Regions from separate parts of the Mus musculus genome. Here region 1 is linked to region 2. Evidence: chromatin contacts called from public promoter capture Hi-C data. All regions are on one chromosome and are shown on one strand. The core of a region is the stretch at or near the end of the contact, and the rest is flanking DNA. Distances in the headings are between cores, read along the strand shown.

What was found. Promoter capture Hi-C pulls out the DNA fragments that hold promoters and counts their contacts.
Region 1: a promoter capture Hi-C map of hematopoietic stem and progenitor cells shows a contact between it and region 2. The contact joins the promoter of Lcmt1 here to the enhancer-like site in region 2. A contact is called at or near these places in 4 of 39 promoter capture datasets (the HPC-7 cell line, hematopoietic stem and progenitor cells and pre-B cells) and 3 of 9 other capture datasets (adipose tissue, liver and pancreatic islet).

The regions. Positions count from the first base shown.
Region 1 is chr7:123,373,422-123,380,473 of GRCm38.p6, reverse strand. It overlaps Lcmt1 (leucine carboxyl methyltransferase 1), which reads right to left and starts at 2,492. Exons shown (of 11, transcript NM_025304.3): 1 at 2,219-2,492. The coding sequence starts at 2,325.
Region 2 is chr7:123,146,591-123,153,267 of GRCm38.p6, reverse strand. Tnrc6a (trinucleotide repeat containing 6a) reads right to left here. Exons shown (of 24, transcript NM_144925.3): 4 at 1,083-1,104. Among named protein-coding and RNA genes, the nearest start is that of Tnrc6a, 26 kb to the right of the region's middle. Within about 2 kb of position 4,132, at least 25 of the 459 cell types and tissues checked have an H3K27ac peak or open chromatin away from gene starts, as enhancers often do. A contact at or near this core is called in the HPC-7 cell line and hematopoietic stem and progenitor cells, where this site is marked.

The DNA of each region.
Region 1 (7,052 bases), core at 1,243-3,742, 230 kb before region 2:
ATGCTTAAGATCAAGTACTGAACCCCAAGTTCAATTCCCAGCACATACATTGGGTGGTTTATAACTGTCTATAACCCCAACTCTAGAGGACCTGCCAACACAATGTGCACTCACAAAGACACAAATATACATATGGCAGATGGTAGTGGCACACACCTTTAGTCCCAGCACCCAAGAGGCAGAGGCAAGCAGATCTCTGTGAATTAGAGGCCAGCTTGGTCTACAGAGCAAGTTCCAAGACAGCCAGGGCTACACAGAGAAACCCTGTGTAGAAAAACAAAACAAGGGAAAAAAAAAACTCAACAACAACAAAACAAAAAACAGAAACAACAACAACAACAAAATCCAAACCAGATTCTCAGAGACAAGGATCCAGTGCAAAAAGCTCTGAATGCAAACCACAGCCTCCACTACTCGAAAGGATCTACTGATAGTGGATAGCAGAGAGTATCACTGAATCTTCAAAGCCACTTAAGAGACCAGATCGCTGCCACCCGCCACGCCACATCTGCTTCTGTCTGTCTCTGTCTCTTTCTCACACACACACGCTTTTACTGTGTGATGTACGCGGGCGTACCTGCATGTGCAGATGTATACAGCTATGCATGCACATGCTCGGTCCTGAGATTGATAGCGGGTGTCTTCCTCTATCACTTTCCACCTTATTTTTTGAGACAGGGTTTCTCATTGAACCTGGAACTTGCCAATTTAGCTAGACCAAGTTGGTCAGGGAGCTCCAGGGAACCCCTTGTTCCCAATCCCCAGGATGGGGGTTACAGGCATATGAGCTCAGGTCACAATGGTTGCACAGCAAGCACTTTCCCAACTAAGCTCTCTCCCCAGCCCCTACTTCAGAGACAAGAAATCTAAGGCAAAAAAAAAAAAAAAAAAGTTAGGGGGCTGGGGAGATGGCTCAGTGGGTAAGAACACTTTTTGTACAAGCCTGAGGACTGAGTTGGATCCCCAGCACAATAAAAAAGAAGGGCATGGCTTTTCACGCACCTGCAACCCGTGATGGGGGCTGGGGGCAGGAAGACTGCTGAGGTCTCTAAGGTTTGCTCCTTACCTAACCAGTCTGGCTGAAAAGGTGAGAGATCTTATCTCAAGGGAACAAGGCAGAACGATAGAGCAGGATACCCAACATCCTCCTCTAGGATGCACAGGTAGTCACCCACACATGCATGCCCCCAACACACACACACATACACATTAGGAACTTGCCCAAGTTTATATAGCTTAGGCAGTCTGGCTCCAGGACTGATGCTTTAAATCCCATTGCTTAGTTTCTAAGACCCTACAAAGAGTGCAACACTTCATTCCAAAACTTGTATTCCCCACACTATAACACCTCTCTGGCCCCCAGCCCACGCCTCTCTCCAGGGCATTGTCCTAATTGTTCCAAAGCCCACACTCGTCCCTAGTTCTGAACATTGTCCTACTTCCCTGTCTCAGGCTTTTTCTTGCCAGTTTAAACATCCCTGGATAAATTTCAAACTCTAAAGACATCTCCAAGAGCCCAACACTAAAGTATGAGTTTACTGCTCCTCCCAACGAGGCTGTGAGTCTAGTATGTCAACACCATGTCTGTTTTGCTCCTTTAAGTATTTGCAATCACTGAAAGCAAACCCTACCAATTAGCTCAAAGTAAGGCACAGTGTACTGTCTCAATAGCTTTGTTGCAGGAATGAAGGACATGCAAGCTTTATGTTTTCTTGTGCACTGACAAGACCCACCACCACCACCTACTACAACTCCATAAATACTGTGACCTATGTATAGTGCTGATTCTACAAACACTGCGGGTGCTGGGACCTGCAATCTACCCCTCCCTCATAGACTTGAGCTTCAGCTGCACAATGGGGAATAATGACCAATTTCAACAGGATTGTAACCTACCAAGCAAAGTTCCTTTTCTAACCCAGCAAAGCTGTAGTTATTACTTGCAACACACCCTGTCTTTCCTGAAGGCTAAGATCTTGCAAGCTTTGTTCAGAGCCTTACTCCCAGTCGTGGTACCCCGGGTTCACACACACTCGTTAATTGTGACTTAAATGAACCTCTCCCTGCTCCGTGCACTTCCCAGGTGTGAAGCCAGGGCCGCTCCAGATGAGTGCGACAGCCCCTTCCCAGTGTCCTAGCGTATGCCTTGGTCAGTGGCCCTCTAGCCACCTAGGCTCGGGACACCAGCTCCCATCCCAAACCCAGCGCCCCCAGGCACCTCTTGCAGAGAGAAGCATCTTCGCAGGTGCCGCGCACTCCCTCGTCGTCCAAGTCACAGCTCGACGAGCAGGAAGAGAACGAGGACTCCCTCGAGCTGGAGGCCATGTGCGTGGGATGTTCTGGGGTGCGGCACCCACCAGGGACATGGAAACGGGGAAACGAGCAGTGGGGGAAAGAGGCAAGAAACAGGCACCGACTAAAGCTGCAAAGATAAGGCGCGATAGGCGGGCGCTGCTCAGTGACGCCGCCCCCGCACCGCCCACCCACCTTTCAGCTGACTGGCTCCCGGGACATGACGTTTGTCGGACCAAGTTCCTCGTCCAGTCAGACCATTGGAGGATTCTTTAGGCTCCGCCCGCACAACCCGGAAGTTTCTAGAGAGCCCGGACATGCTGGTGGCGCCGCAATCCTTTTTGGGAAATGTAGTCTTAGTGGCTTCTTGTCGCTCAGTAACTTACAAACACAGTCAATTCAGGGCTGAAGGGCAGAGAGTCCACCCAAAAGAAGCAAGTTTAATGTATTAACTTTCTGTCTCCATTTAGATCATTCAACACTGTAACAAACTTCTAGTCGGGGAGTCAACACTGTGTCAGGTCCTGTGCTAATCAATGCCTTTGAGATGTTAGGAAGTGACTAGGAACATAGCTCAGAGCGCTCGCCTGGGAGTAGGGTTCTCAGAAAGAAAAGGGGGAAAAAGTTGTGAAAGAGAGAGTTGTGAAGAACAAAATGGAAAACTTTGTAACCATGAGAGTAAATTGGGGATGGGGCTACAAAATTTCTTGAACTCTGTTTCAGAATCAACAGATGTAATCAAAATAGTCTGCGGGACTGAGGAACAAGTGAATAGAAATCAAGGTTTAGGTGACATGAATGGGGAAGGTGGGGGAAGAGAAACCAGTGAAAGGACAGAGGGAGGACAGTTTCTCAAATGAGTAAATATGTTTCATAATTGTGCGTGTGCAGTGTACTTTACAGGTATTCCATAATGGATCACTATAAAACTCTAAATAAAATTGAAGGGTTATTTTCTATTTTGTTTGTTGTTTGGGAGAGAGGAAGGGATAAGCTCTAGCTTTAAGAAGTCTAAATCATACCCATAAAAATTCTGTGGCGATAGGGCAGTGATAAACACTTGCCCACCCTTTCCAGGGTTTTTGGATCTGAGCTCAGAAACACACACACACACACACACACACACACACAGAGAGAGAGAGAGAGAGAGAGAGAGAGAGAGAGAGAGAGGAAGAGAGAGAGAGAATGTTTGGGAAGCGAGAGCAATAGGATCCTTTGAGCCTAGTGTTGGAGGTCAGCCTGGATAATATAGCAAGACTATATTTCAAATTAAAAAAAGAAAAACTAGATGAGTTCTCCTATAATGAAGCCTGGCCTTTAACTCACTGTGTAGCCAAAAATGACCTTGAACTTCTAATTCAATGACCTTGAACTTCTGGTGCCTACACGTCTCCAGTGCTGGGATTGTAGGTATGTGTAACCACATGTAATTTGTACACTATTGAGGCTCAAACCCTGAGTTTAGTGCAATCTAGAAAATATTCTACCAACTGAGCTACATACTGACTCAATTCCTTAAAAAAGAAAACAGCAAATCAACCTATATATGTTCATATATTTTGTTTTATTTATTATTCACTGGAGACACAAGTAACCACTGATACTTCAGGGAGAGATGGCGAAAGGAATAACTGGAGTTCTGAAGTGTCGTTGAAGCTAATCTTGAGGGGTTATGATAAATTACCCTGACAAAAGCAACTTAAAGGGCAATATACTTTATTTTGGCTTGCAGTTTATTTTAGTTATTTTTCTATTGTTGTGAAAAGATACCATAACCAAGGCAGCTTATATAAGAAATCATTTAATCAGGGGCTTGCTTACATTTTCAGAGGGCCACTTCATGACTATCATAATGGTGAACAGGGCAGCATGTAAGCAGGCTTGGATAATATAGCCTGAGAGTTGGGGGTGGATGGAGGAGAAGGGATGGAGGGAAAGAGAGTGAATGACAGAGAAGGGGGAGGGAGAGAGGGAGGGAAGAGGAAGAGGAAGAGGAGGGAGAGGAAGTGATAGAGAGAGGGGGGGGGGTTTAAAACCCAAAGCCCACCCCCAGTGACACAGTGTCTTCAACAAGGCCACACCTCTTAATCCTTCCCAGAACTGTTCTATCAATTATAGGCCGAGCATTCAAATACATGAGCCTATGGGGTTTCTTTTGTTAAAACCACCACATAGTTCCAGGGGGATAAATGTCAGGGAAGACATGAAAGTAGGTAAGGAAGACATGTTGGTAGGACCAGGAGACTTACTGGTCACACTGAATCCATGATTAGTAAGCAGGGAGCAGTGGGTGCATGCAGTGCCTCAGCTCCTTTTTTCCACTTATACACCCCAGGATCCTAGCCAGAGAATAGTGCCACCCATAGTGCATGGGTATTCCTCCTTCAAATAATATTATCAGGAGAATGATCTATAGGCATCCTCAGGAGCCCATCTCCCAAGAAACTCTAGATTCTGCCAAGCTGGCATTTAACGCTAACCATCACAGGGAAATAACACATCTTTCCCTGAAGTAGTCCTCTGCAAAGCAACTCACAGGCTTAGCATCTTCATGTGGCACTCATTCTACACCCCCTGCGGGTGTCCATAGGTAACAAATATGTCAACAACAGGTTGTATGGGATGTCATCCCATAATGATCTGCCTCTCTGAATGACCCTTCAGTCACAATTAGCTTTATCTTGGAAGGGTCAGGCTACTCAGGGTACCTGAACAACTCGGACTGCCTTGAATAAGACCCTCCAACAAAAAGCTCTAGACTTTCTCCAAAATAAAATCGACAGGTACTCCTGTTGCTATCATCAGAGATCCCTTCAGTGACTTAGTGGTAACCATTCATGTTTTCTGGAGCTTCCAGGTGACCCAACATGATTATAAGTTGTCTATGGGATTCTAATGCAACGAATCACTTCTTTGGCCATGCACCCCTGCCATTAGAGTGGTATGCAGTCCCAAGTTTTATTTGGAATGCCAACTCTAACTGTATGAAAGTTCATCAAGTTTTAAACTTTGGGTCTGATTAATCTTTGTGCATGATGCTTTCATTTGCACATTTAAAAAAATATTAATAAAATTATAAACAAGGCACAAAAGTCAGCAAAACTGGCCAAAATCTGGGCAGCCACACGAGCATACATTTGGTGAGGTTTTTTTTTTTTCTTCTAAAGAACATTTAATTGGGGCTGGCTTGCAAGTGCAGAGATTCAGTCCAGTATCATCAAGGCAAGAACATGGCAGCATCTATGCATGTATGGTAAGAAAGGTCTGAGAGAACTACCTCTTCATCTTATGGCTGCTAATGGAAGACTAAATTTCAGGCAGCTAGGGGGATGGTCTTATAGCCCACACACGGAGTGACACACCTACTCCAAAAGGGCCACACTTTCTAATAGTGCCACTCACTGGACTGAGCATATACAAACCATAACATTCCATTCCCTGGCCCCCATAGGCTTGTTCAAACATATGAATCTATGGGGGCCATACCTAAACATAGCATAATGCAAAATACATTTTGTCCAACTTTCAAAGTCCCCATAGTCTATAGTAGTTTCAACAACATTAAAAGTCCAAAGTTCTAAGTCTCTTCTGAGATTCAACCAATAAATTAACAGTAATTCCCAAAGCAAGATAGGGAACCAGCTGGGCAAACTCCATACTCTGCATCTCCGTGGCTGATGTCAAAGCAGTGTTCAGATCTCTAACTCCTTTTTCACCTGTGTTGCCTGCTTTCTCCTGGGCTGGTTCCACTCCTTGTTTGCAGCAAGGAGTGTTGTTGCTTTCCTCAACAGATATCCCCCTGCTCCGGCATCTTTAATATCTTGGGGGCTCCAAGTCAACTTCATAGTTCTTGTTCCAATGTCTGGGATCCATACATGATCTTCTGGGCTCCTCCAAAGGGCTGCCATCACTTTTCCAGCTCTGCCCTAAACACAGTTTGACCCACTCTACTGCTGCTGCTGTTCTTGGTGATCATCCCATGGTACTGGCTTCTACAATATTGGGGTCTTCCACTACAACTAGTCTTCACCAATAACCTCTCATAGGCTCTCTTCATGGTGCCAAGCCTCAACTCCTTTGCATGACCCCTTCAATCCAGGGCCATAAGCTGCAACTGAAGCTGCACTTTCACCAATGGCCTTCCATAGCCTCTCACAGTGCCGAGCCTCAGCTGTTCTTCATAACCCCTTCATGCTTTCGAAACCAGTGCCACCTGAGTGATTCTTACACATTACCAAGTCCAGCTGCAGCATAAGGTACAACCTTGGTTGGCTATCTCTGGAATACAGCTCCTTTGTGCTCTCAGAAAACACTACCCAGAAGATTTCACCTCAGTGATGTTGGTCTCTTCTTTGTCACCACTAATTTCTTAGCTTCAGCTAACCAGCATCAATTGTTCCAGTAGTCTCCTCCTCTGGACAATCAAGTAAGAGACTCAGGACTGAAGCTGCTGAGTTCTCCTGCTTGCAGGAGCTGGAACATGGCCTCCTCATTCTACTACAATCACTGCACTTGGTGGTTCTTAAATGGCAAGTTTGTTGCTCACAGTTTTAGAGCCTGGGAAGTTCCTGCTCCTGTTTGGTGTCTGATGAGCTAAGTTCTTGCTGCTCAGGCTGTGCTCAATCAGAGACACATTCTCTTCATTTGCAAGTGGAGTGTCCTACTTGAACAATCAAATGATTGTTCTTTTCTTCCTTTTACGTTAGTTTCTATATCCAGATACTGGACATTTTCTACTTGAAAAACATCAGAATGTGTTT
Region 2 (6,677 bases), core at 2,883-5,382:
TGCTCAATACTTTTCCATGGGTTCTTGTGGTTAAATTCGGATCTGACTTAACTCCCCGAACCAGGGATTATAATTTCTCCAGAAAATAGCAGGTTGAGTAAGGACAGGACACTTATGGGAGCCCTGAAGCTGTGCCGATGACTCTCTTTCCCATGTGGTTTGTAACCTGTACTCACAGTTAAGTCTATATATGCATAGTTTCCTGGATGCTGAATCTTTCCAATAAATTATAACACTGGTATGGATAAAGTAGAGAGAGACTGGTCTCCAGCTCTGGTCAAACTGTAAATAAATCAAATTACACCTTCAAATTCCTCTCTCTGTTTTTCCTTAGATTCATGTAAAACCGTTCTTCAGTGAAATAAAGGTTAACTATTCTTATATACTCTTATACAAGAGAATCTAATAGATGTTGCCGTAACTAGTATGAAGTGAATTACATAACCATAGGTTGTACTGTGAATACACATACTAATGAGATGCTGAGAGCACACTTCTGATACAGCTAAAAGCCCAACTTGGTATGCTGGAGCTGAGTAAGCTCAGTCTCTGAGCTGTACAACTTTGACTACTAAGTAGTCAGGCAGAAGCTGAAGGACTCTTGACTCAGGATTTGCAAGGGATTAATCTCTAAATCTTCAATCCAGGGTGCTTCGGTAACCTGGCTCAATGACCCCAGAGTTAGCAATGTATTATTTAAGTGATAATGCAGAAATAGAGTTACTACTATCCTTTATACAACAGAGAACAAGGAGTGAAGCAGGCAGAAACTAAGTGACAGCACCCCTGTGTAAGAGTTTAGAATGGAAGCCTGAAGTGAAGGCGTGTGCTCAAGACTCACACTGGACAGCATGAGAAAGTGGGATCTACTCAAAAGACAGCCTTAGGACAGCATCTTCTCCATGTGGTGACGCACACCATAAAAAGCTCAAAGAAGACATCAGCGTGACCTCACTGACACAGCCTGTTCCACCACCCCAGTTTCCTTCACACATTTTTCTCCCATCCTGAAGGTGAATAAAAATGCACATAAACAACTTGATTTTAAAGGAAAAAAAAAAGAATAGCTTTAAACAACGTACCTTTGATTTTTTGTTCAGTGGCCTAAAATGAAAACAAACAAACAAAAAACAATGTAAATATGAAACTGAAAGAAATGAGTTGTTATGATAAAATGTTCATATCACTATTATATAAGATATACATTTATTAAAGAAATTATCATCTAGATGAACTATACAGGAAAAGACATGCAAGCATTCTTTTCCTACAGATGTGCCCCATTGTTCTTGATATTATGTTTACTAATAAAAATTTCTGTACTAATTCTTTAGATAATAAAGCATAGAAAACATTTTATGGTGGCTTATAATTTTCTAAATGGGAAGGAATATAACATGTTTCTCATGTATATTTTAAATGATTTTATAATTATCACCTTTGCAAAAATAGCTTTGTAACAAATTTTGCAAGTTTGAATGGCTTCAAATGATCAGAGTTACACTTTCTGTAAGAAAAGTTACACATAATCACTCTGGCCAAATTTGTAACAAATTTAATTTCTGGAGATCAAGTTGATGGTTTAGTTAATATAGTCAACTTTTCAGTATCTGTTATGTGGAAAAGCTTCAAACTCACTTGTTTTTGACACATGTAAGGAAAATGACTAACGGGCAGCAAGGTTAGCTGATGAACCCACTTTCCAAGGCCTGTGCTTACTAGCTCTCTGACACCAAACATGAGAAGAAAGCTGGAGGACAGTGGGGCTGACTTAGGTGAGCAGCTCAAACTGCAAGGGCCTCCACAAAAAGTTAAAAAATATATATAATTAAAAACAACCAGCAAGAGAGGACTCCAAGCAAAATCACCTTCTCATCCGAATCACGGTGTGGAGACCTGAATGTAAAGTACTCAAGAACGTTCAGGCTGACCGGAAAAGGCAGAATAATAATAACTGAATAAGAATTATTTCTAAATTAAGACAAAGCTTTTTTCAGGGCATGGTAATTCATTGTGCTTAATCAAATAAAACTATTAAGGTATCAAAAATTCCATATTAAGTTATATCATATAATACATACTAAAAGTACAACAATTATTCTATTTTTGAAGCCACCCCAAATGTTCAGCTTTCACGATGATGCTTTGTCCAGTTTTAGAGCATTAGAGATACACAAAATAATGGAGGCCCATCTTATATTTTATGATCAAAATTAAAAGAGAAACAGTGATGGAGAGGTAATGCTAAAAGACCTGTCAACAAGCTAGACAACAGTTACTTATTTTAGGGGAAAGTCAGTCATTTTGTTTTATTTTGTTTTTTTAAGACAGGGTTTCTGTGTGCAGCCCTGGCTGTCCTCGAACTAGCTCTGTAGACCAGGTTGGCCTTGAACACAGAGAATCACCTGCCTCTGCCTCCCGAGTGCTGATATTTAAAGGAGTTCAATAACACCACCTAGCTATAATGTTGAAAATCAGATTATAGAAAAAACATAATACTTAGAACTTAGCTCTGTGAAGTGTTAGAAGTACCTTGTTATGCTAAGAAATCTCATGAAGCCTGAGACTCAGCATAGGAATTAACTTGTAAGGCCCTCCCTCCAAACCCTACAGATCTCTTTCAAAGAAAGAATAACTCCAAGTCATAGAAATTATGACATCATGAAAACCAGAAGCATACAGTGATACTTTTCTAGGCTTTGGATGACGGTGTTGGGGGTTGAGAAAGCAGTTTTATGATGTTCTAGAAGAGTGGTTTTCAACCTCCCTAGTATTATGACCCTTATGTTGTGGTAATCCCCAACTATAAAATTATTTTCATTGCTTTTTTATAACTAATTTTGCTAGTTATGAATCATCATGTAAGTCTGTGTGCTGTGTTTTCCGATGGCCACAGATGACCCCACTGAAAGAGTCATTTGATCCCTAAACGGGTTTGAGACCAACTGTTCTAGAACAATGGCCAGCCTCACCCAGTATTCTGATGAACACTGACCTAACACGGTGAAGGAATGAATATGATAGAAATCCAGCACTCATTACAATTGATGAGGAGGAAATGGAAGTGGCAGACTTTTGCTTCTTAAAGCAGGCTTCTGTAGGCTGGTCCAAGAATGCAGTATAATTAAATTATTATGAGAATTTCCAAGTGGGCCCAGTATTTTAATAGTAATTACCTCGACTGGCCCAAATTGTAGCCAATAGTCATACTATAATTTCTGGTCACCGAACTGAGGCCAGTTTAAATGGAGATCTGAAAAATATATACCAGATTTCTAATATTGAGTATTTTTCAAAGAATAAAAACTACTTCATTAATACTATTTTGTATGGATTGTGTGTTAAAACAGCAATATTTGGGGCTAGAGAGATGGCTCAGCAGTTAAATTCCTAAGTTCAATTCCTAACAACATGATGGCTCATAATCATCAGTAATGGGATCCTATGCCATCTTCTGGTGTTATGAGAGTGACAAAGTATTCACATACATAAAATAAATATTTTTAAAAGAAAATACAGCAATATTTGGCCTCTACTAAATTACATAAATATTAAAAATCGTCCTTAATGTCTTCTTTTGTTTCTGAAGCAGGACCTCACTATGTAGGCTGGCTGCTCCTGTACTAACTGAGATGAAACTATCGTGCTCATATTTCAGAGCTATTGTAAGGATTAAATAATAAAACATGACAAATTGGGGTATGAGGAGAATATAGACTATTAAAAGTCAGGTGTCCTACGTAAGACAATTACAGAGTTCTAGCAAATCAAGCATAGAAGTAAACAGTTGGTATCTCAAATATTTTAATATTTAACATTTTTTCACCTTCAAACAATCTTTAAAACAATTCTACAAGTGGAGATGTCAGATAATAGCAGACAGGACAAAGGGTGTTTCACTCCTAACAGTTCTGCAGTACCTGCCCTACCTCTGTAAGTGTCTATGCAAGTTTTTAGAGTTCAAGTTCTGAATCCCAGCTTTATTTTTGACAATGTGTGACCTTTGTCAAATTAGTTAACTTTTCTAAATTAGGTAACTTCCTTCCTCATCTGCAAAATGTGGTCAAGTATAGCCCTGTAAGCTCAGGACCCCAGCTGGCTCAGAGGAAGGCAGAGAAGAGTGGGGAGCGGTCAGCAGGTCATGTGTTCCCACTGCTCTCGGCTCTATCTCACATGTGGAAACGAGCTGCTCCTCATGCTCGGCTGTCTTCCTCCTTCCTGACTGACCCTACAACGCCTTCCGGATATTATAATACGGTGGTTCGAATGACTCCTACAGGCTCTAACGTTCAAATAGCTGGTCCTAGTTGGTTGATGGGAAGGATTAGGAGGTGGGACCTTGGAGGAAGTGTATCTTAGGTATGAGCTTTAAGGTTTCAAAAGCCCACACCAGTCACAGTTAACTCTCTGTGCCTCATGCTTGATCAAAATGTAAGCTCTCAGCTATTGCCCCAATGCCATGCCTGACTCTAGGCTACAATTCTTCCCACCATGGTGGTCATCTGGAACTGTGAGCTCCAATAAACCCTTCTACAAGTTGCCTTTGTCAGTGTCTCTTCACATAGAAAAGTAACTAAGACACAAGGAATAAAGAATTAATTTAGTTCAACTCACTTATTTAAACTGAGATAACAACTATACAAAAGTCTTTCCTTTGAGTTAGCAAATGGTACCTAGTCTAGAACCCTGGTCTGGTGAATGCTAAGGGAAGAGGAAGGTGTGTGGGAGGAGAGAGCTGTAAGAAGATCATCTCACTGCCCTGGATAATCACCTCCTCAGTTGCCCATGTTTCAGAAAAACGCTCTGATAAGACTCAGATCTAAGGGAGGGAAGAAGTCAGAACATTTCTTTTTTTTTTTTAAAGTTATTTTCTTTTCTTTTTTTTTAAATATTTATTTATTTACTATATGTAAGTACACGGTAGCTGTCCTCAGACACTCCAGAAGAGGGCGTCAGATCTCGTTATGGATGGTTGTGAGCCACCATGTGGTTGCTGGGATTTGAACTCCTGACCTTCGGAAGAGCAGTCGGGTGCTCTGACCCACTGAGCCATCTCACCAGCCCGTCAGAACATTTCTACAGCCCAAATCTCTCAGGCTTTAGTAACTTACATCCATAAAAACCTTTCAATTCAAACAATAACAGCAACACCTAAACTAGCATGACTGTTGAAATCTATCTTAACAGAAAATTCCAGTTTGTATCATGGCTGTGCCAACACTTCACTACCACATACTTTCTAGGTACTACGTCACATGGTTAAGTGAAAGATGGTCTACGTCATCCTCATAATTAACCTATTTCTCAACCTCCCTGGTCTTTACTGCTCCTCCCTTAAGATCCCTTTTGAAAGTTTTCTCATGGGCTGGAGAGATGGCTCAACAATTAAGAGCATTGACTGATCTTCCAGAGGTCCTGAGTTCAATTCCCAGCAACCACATGGTGGCAAACAACCATCTGTAGTGGGATTCAATGCCCTCTTCTAGTATGTCCGAAGATAGCTACAGTATTTATTTATATACATTTTTTTAAAAAATCTTTAAAAAGAAAGTTTTCTTACAAAACTGGAACCTGAGGGGAAATTCCTGCTAATCTCCCCTCTCCCCTCTCTCAGGTTGAAGCTATATGTCTGTGCTCTATCAAACTATTTTTTTAGGTCTAAGAACAGAAGATTCTTCATCATATAAAAAGTATTGCACATACATGGCCAGCTTATTAGGATAAGGTTTTTAGAACAGAAAAATGTTTAAAATGAAGTTATTACCTCACTATCATAATCATTTACTAGGGTGGAAAATACTATTTTTTTAAAAAGTACCTAATTTTTATATAAAATTTCTTAGAGAAAGACTAAATATTTGAACAGATGCTTAAATAGCAAAATAAAGACCTGTTATTGTTAAACTACTGCAATGAGTTTTGATGATGCCTAAGACGCTATCAAGAGGGAGAGGCACAGGAACCTGGTTCAGTGCAGAGCTAGCTTATTAGCATGCTCAACACTCTGAGTTTAATATCTAGCATTTAAACAAATCAATTGTGTTATTTGGTTTTTTATTTGAAGCAGAAAATAGCTCATGGCATAAAGTTAGATTTCAAAAGCACACGTGCTGATAGGGAGTTAAGTCTACATGTTTTCTATATTCGTAGCATGAGAACCTACACTTTATATCACATTATAAAATGTTCCTTATGAATGATTTCGCAATTTAAAAGTTCCCCTATATATGGTAAAAAATAAAGAAGTGTGAGATAACACTGTGCATGGAAAACAGAGTGCTGAGGTAGAGCTGTGAATAGACACCCAATGAGAGAATGAGGTTTCAACTTTACTTCTGAATCTGCTGCCATGATGAAAGCAACATCAGCCTTTACACTGAACACAAAGAGACCAGCACAGATAGCTGCTCACATCTTCAGAAGGGCAAGTGCACCGTCCATACACAGACAGAGCAGGCGGGTTGTGATGAACTTACGCTCAAACTCTCATGTAAATGGTCCTGCCCACCTGACTCATGTCTCCTAGAGTGGATATACTTGCTGGCTCCTACAGAAAACAAAAGAAAGCTCCACAAACCTTGTCTTAACAGTTTGTGACTCATGGTCTTTCATATGGGCCAATCTGTGAGTTTTCTTTTTTTACGGAACTATTTGGTAGCAGTGTATGGAAATACCAG